Linked DNA regions of Lactuca sativa: region 1 is linked to region 2. The links are chromatin contacts, called in public Hi-C maps. All regions are on one chromosome and are shown on one strand. Each heading gives the region's core, a stretch centred on a gene start, on an enhancer-like site or on the middle of the called end of the contact. The rest is flanking DNA. Distances are from core to core; before and after follow the strand shown. Region 1 holds the start of LOC111901685. Region 2 holds the start of LOC111901684 (probable fructokinase-7).

The links. A called contact is a pair of places that touch in the nucleus more often than the background predicts.
Region 1: a contact with region 2 is called in a Hi-C map of bud, with 7 times the contacts expected there. The contact joins the promoter of LOC111901685 here to the promoter of LOC111901684 in region 2. A contact is called at or near these places in 3 of 4 Hi-C or Micro-C datasets (bud and leaf).

Annotation. Positions count from the first base shown.
Region 1 is chr9:71,142,562-71,145,566 of Lsat_Salinas_v11, reverse strand. It overlaps LOC111901685, which reads right to left and starts at 1,652. Exons shown (of 4, transcript XM_023897569.3): 1 at 1,015-1,652; 2 at 806-915; 3 at 1-729. The coding sequence starts at 1,276. It overlaps LOC111901805, which reads right to left. Exons shown (of 4, transcript XM_023897674.2): 4 at 2,199-3,005. The coding sequence ends at 2,199.
Region 2 is chr9:70,977,378-70,980,560 of Lsat_Salinas_v11, reverse strand. LOC111901684 (probable fructokinase-7) reads right to left here and starts at 1,408. Exons shown (of 8, transcript XM_023897567.3): 1 at 1,178-1,408; 2 at 1,026-1,088; 3 at 163-386; 4 at 1-78. The coding sequence starts at 1,047.

The DNA.
Region 1 (3,005 bases), core at 403-2,902, 160 kb before region 2:
TCCTACCTCTTTGAATGGTGATGACTGTGAATTTGAATTGGGTTTACTAAGATTGCTCTTAATGTCCAACAATCTGAGCTTTGGTGAGCTCGAAAATGGCGTCGTATTCGTATCATCTTGTTTTTGTTTTGATGCCGGCGCCGGCGCCGGAGCTTGCGTCATCAATGGTGATGGAGCTGGTTTCTTTGGTTTGAGCAAAACCAGATTAGAATCTCTTCTCTGTTCTTTATTTCTCGTCGTCGATGACTGTGATGACACGGTGTTTGTGATGTCTGTACCAAGTCGCCGGCTGATTCTTTCCCTCACTTGGTTCGCAATCTGCTTTGCGTACAGACTTGTGTTCTCATCGTCTGATCGGTGCAACAGAAGTTCCGATCTCCGGCGGGCCATTTTCATCTGCAAGGACTCGTGTTCTTGACGCTTATAACTGTTACAGTTCTCTTTGTCTATTTGGAGAGAAAACCGATGGTGGTAATCGTTATCTGTTGATCCTCTGCTTGCCGTTGATATTCTGGGAGTCGCCGGTAAAGAACGACTGTGTTTATGGGTGGTCACCGGAGTGGAGGATGATGATGAAGGTCTGGGGGATGAATATTCCGGGAGAAGATCAAGACCCATTAATCTAGCAACTAGATTAGGTGTTTTAGTACTAGGAGAGCTGCTATATTCTGAAGATAAATCTTGATCTGATAATCTTGATCGTTTTGTTTTGATTTGAATGCCACCCATCTGTATTATCAAAATTAAATCACAATAAATTCGATGATCATTGATCAAAATTTCAAATTACTAACATCAAACTTACTGGGATGTTCAAGTTAGACTTTTCTTTGACTGATGAAGATGATGATGATGATGGAGCAACGTCCATGGCAGATTCCGGCGACTCCAAACTGTTCCTCGGTGCTTCTACGCCTACAACATCATAATCACAGCAAAATGAATACTGAAAACCCAAAACAAAAAAACATAAAGAACTTATAACACTTTTTAGCTAGATTGAGAGATAGATACCTTGAAGACCAATGTTAAATTGTTGTGGGTTATTAATGGCGGATTCGGAGATGAAAGAAGGGTAGCGTAAGCCAAACTGATGATGTTGAACATCGAAGAAATTAAAAATGGCACTCATGCATCCAGAAGATGAACTGTTTCTCTCTTTTTTTGTTTTTATGTTCACAGGTTTACTAGTGGTGGACGGCGGTTTCCCTTTACCACGTCTACCGGAGCTGGCATCTCCGCCACCGGCGGCTTTGTACAACCACTCTCTTCCCATACTCAAACTTCGATCCCTAACTAATCAAGATTTATACAACCACCATGAAAATATTTCAAAAACTTTAATCAAGTTCTACCTTTTTCTTCTCGAACTCTCACAAGATAGAATTCAGATAAGAAAGTTGTTTCTGTATGTCACAGAAAACCACACATCGGGAGTTGAGAAGGGAATGAATAAAGGAAAGCTGATGAAAGGGTATAGCCTTTTTGCAGCTTTAATCTCTCTCTTGTTGTAATAGAGAGAGAATGAGATGAAAATGGTGGATGATGGTTGTTGCGTTGCTTCCTTCTATGGAGTGTAAGTGTGTGTTTTTGAAGGTGGAAGGCGGAGGTGGTGGTGATGGCGATGGTGGTGGATTGAATTTAAATGAGTTAGTTTACTGGGGATCCGAACCCAAATACCCGTTTTAGTTTTGAATCGGAATACTGACGTATTTAATGCTGGGGTATTATTCGGTACTCCAAGTTTTGACTCCCTTGGTCCGCTTCAAAACCTTATAGTTTTTTGGGATTGTATTAGTATACTAAATTAGATAAAAGAAAGAAGAAAATTATTTATTTAACAATAATATTTAAAGTTATTATACTAGTATTGTAACTATTTAAAATTATCTTTTTATATTTTATGTCTCACATCTTTATAATTTAACATAAAATATAGATAATTTAATATCAATATTAAGCCATGGGATATGGTTGGAGAAGAATATGGAGAGTCTTATATGGATTGTGGTGAATGGTGACCCCTCCCTTACATGGTGTTCAACATAGAGTTGACAATGGGGCGGGGATGGGATGGGGTCAGTGGCGGACGCAGAAAGTTGTCATAGCAGTGGCACAATTTTTTTTCGTCCGAATATAATAACATAAAAAAGATTAAAAATACTAATACATCAAACCGATCCATTACATCTTAATATTTAAATTTGACATCTACGAGTACACATTTTTTGAAACCGATCCATTACATCTTCGATCTTCACTTTCATAAGTGCTTCTTTTTCAACATAAGAAATCATGGCATCGTTCAAAAAATCATCACCTATTTTGTTACGCAAATCCGTCTTCAACAACTTCATTGCTGAAAAACATCTTTCGACTGTTGCGGTTGCAACGGGTAAAACCAAAACCAACTTCAACAACCTATAAATCATAGGATACGACCGATGTTTCCCCGTTTCCACCATCAAACGAGAAAGGTCGGAAATTCCTTGCAAACTAGTGAACCGATCATCTTTATGTAAAGCGTGATAGTATATTTCAAGTTCACCATCAAGTTGCATCCTCTCCGCATCATCAAAATCTTTTTTGTATAACTCACTCAACTTTAACAACTTTGTTTTGTCAAATTTAGCAAATGAATCACAAGGACTCAAAGCCCCCATGTATTCTAGTAATTGGGTGCTAAGCTCACTAAATCGGTCCCCGAATTCTATAATTTGCATATCCATGACGGTGTTGAAAATTTCAACTTCAAAATGAAATTGATTAGTAACTTTAGTCTTACGGCCTCTTGATGTGACATAATTTTCCGTCATCTCCACAATATTAATATCATGTTTTTGACAAAAAGAGAATACCTTCGATAAAAGTTTAGCAAACCCTGTGTCTCTCAAAGACTTCAATGCGTCCATTGTCCCTCTAACCAAAGAAGCCGCTTCTAAAATATCTTGATCATTTTTTTGAAGATGCTTTGACAATACATTTGTGAGATGTAAAATTTCATA
Region 2 (3,183 bases), core at 159-2,658:
AAATCGCATCCCAGAGTTGTCGACTTTGTTTTTCTTCAAAATGTCAGCCAACATGTGACCAAATTCATCATCACCCACCTGAAAAAAACCAAAAAATGTTAAACTTTTTAGGAAACGTAACCAAATTACACAATCTTTAGATCAAAATTTAGGGTTTTTTACCTTGCCTATGAAAGCGGAAGAGCCTCCCAATCTTGCTATACCAACAGCGACATTAGCAGGAGCACCACCAGGAGCTTTCTTGAAATCGGGTGCTTCTGCAAGTGAAACCCCAGAAATTGAAGGCACGAAATCAATCAACATTTCCCCGAAGCATACGACAAGTGGATTGGGTTTGATTGTCTCTGGATTTCCATTTGAATGCAAGGATAAGTCTTTCAGATCATCTGAATGCATGAAAATTGATTCAAGATTCATTAGGAAAAGAAAATTGTTGAAATCTTTATAAGAATATGAGTACACGAGGTGGTAGGTGTTGTGAAACGAACTAAATCAAGAAAATGAGTAATGATCATTTATGGCGAAGAACCCTCCCTCCACTTTAAGGTTTTCCACGTGAATTCCATCTACTTGTAACTCTTGTCTAACCGAAAATCAGCGATAAATTTTGATCATTATCAAATATGGGAATTTCAAGTTGTATAGTTATTAAAGGAATCCGCCATTAAAGCGATTAAGAAGTTTCCGAGATCCAAACAAGAAAACTAGAATTCGTTTTCAGTTTTCACTACCAATTGGATCTGAATCGGATATAAACGAAAACATGCCAAGAACAGATCGATGGGACTCAAAATCGAATATACTAAAGCTTGCAGACGTAATAGAGACCTCGAAGAAGAATAAAGAACGAACTAAAAAACGAATAATTTATCAAGATGTAAGATACCCACGTATCAGAATAGAATCTTCTTCTAGAACAAACGGAAAACCCATGAAAAGAACATATCAAAAGAGGTAAACAGTAATAGTAGAAATGGATGAATTGGTGAAAGAAAAAGGAAAAAAACAGGGTAAGAAGTAAGAACCTGAAGTTGGAATATCCGCCATGTCAGTATGAACTTGATATAGAAAAAACTCACAATCGATAGCTGTGAATAAAGGGGGAATTACAGTTCAGGGTAATGATGATCAATGAAAAATGGTGTTGATTTGAATAAGATGTAAGAGAATTAGTTACCAAAATTAGCGAATAAGTTCGGTGAAATCCTGGAGAAGGGGGTTTGAAAAGATGAAGAAGAAAGAAGAGAAAGAAATGGTTTCCCCTTTTTATGATTTGCAAATGTGTCAAGATGATGATCTTGATCGACTCCGATTCTGATTCCGATTCTGGTTTTTCTCCTCTAGATTTCAGTTCCTATACGGAGACTACGAGCACACAGAAAGCGTAGGCGTTGTTTTTGGCTTCGATTTTCTTTTCTTTTTAATTGTTTATGTAAAGTTTTAACCTTTTCGAAACAAAATACTCCATAATCATTTCTATTTGTCTTAAAACTGAATTTAGTATTATTATTTTGTATAATTACTAATATTACTAACATCGGGGAGTGGATAACCGTCTACCCAATTTGAGTCGTCCGATCTCTTCAGATGTCATCCTCACCGCATAAACTCATTATTTATCGTTTTCCTGCCAGTTCTTCGTCCCTCCCCCACGTTCTGCACAATCGGCGATTGACTCCTTCGACATCCCCACTTCTTCATATTCCCCGCCTTTCTTGTAGAGGTTATTTCACCCATGGTAGCTCTCTTCTCGCCCAACCGATACCTCTATAAAGCGCCCCTCTCTTCAAAATCACACACCTCCTAACCATCTCTCTATCAGCAGGTTCATAGAAAACTCTCACAATCACTCTATCTTCAACCACCACCACCTACTCAGATTCCTCCCACTTCACAGTTTCGGTTCCTCCGTAATCCCTAGGTAAATTGGTAACCACAATAGCCACCATCTATTCTTCCTGTATCTTCCCTAATATCCCTGATCTAAATGTCCCTCCCCACGATAATCTTCCAAGAATTCTGGTGGTGGTATAATTTTCCAGTTTTAATGAAGATGAAGAAACAATTTTGGGTGTTGGTTTCCAGTTTTTAATGAACGATTTCTGATTTCTTTCTGTTTGCCTTTTGATTTTGCATGTAAAAGGTTTGTGATGATTTATATGGTATGTAATTTGATCATTTGCTCCCTTTTAGGGCTCAACTTTGGAGTATGGTCATAGAAATGATGATGATCGAAGATCTAGTGAGAAAGATGTTGGTTTCATCGTTATTGTCTTTCAGTATTTATCTCTTACCCTTTCAAACTTTTAGTTAATTCTATTAATCTTCTCATCTTCATGTTGTAATTTATGGAAATAAAAACATTTTCTTTTCTCATGAATGCAGGATTTGATTCACGTGGATGCTAAAGAATCATCTGTATACAACATTGAAGATATCATGCAAGGGTAAAACAATTCAAAGTGTAATCCATTATTGTTTACTTTCTTTATTTGTGTTTTTAGAGCTAATGTAGTTGGCCACTCAATGGGTTAGGCTATTTGAATCATCTATAAAAACTACATTGATTGCTTACTTGAAGAAATTTGAATCTTAAAAATCTTAGATTTTGATTTATTCTCTGTTATGTTGTGGAGGTTCTATGATTGCTTCAAAACCGGCTACCCAATTTCCATATATAATTCAATCCTTGGCTTACTCAATGTATCACTGTATTCCCAAGGTACATACAAATACAATACATATTATCTTTCATCTATTTTACACTAATGTTTCCAAAGCTCCACATCAGCTTGTTGACCCGGTGCTTTTTCTTCTTATTCTGCAGCTTGATCGCCAGACATGTTCCATTGCTATTTGTTTTTTTAGTGCAAAGCAGTAGTGGATCTGGACACTCGCTATATATAGGTCTAACAATTTACCTTATTCCTTATTGAGGGGTATTTTAGACTTTCATAACTTGTCTGATTTGAAAATAAGATATGTTTCTAATATGCAGGAATGTCTTGGAGAATATGTTGGGCTTGAAACAACGATACTTACTAACTCAAGTAAGAATTTAATTTAACTATTGTAGGGAAGTTTAGGGTTTATAGTGGAGATCTGGATACCAACTTGGTTCGTGATATCACTTTCCGAACTGATATTTCTACCCTATGCTTGGGTTACAAGAAATTCAGCCTA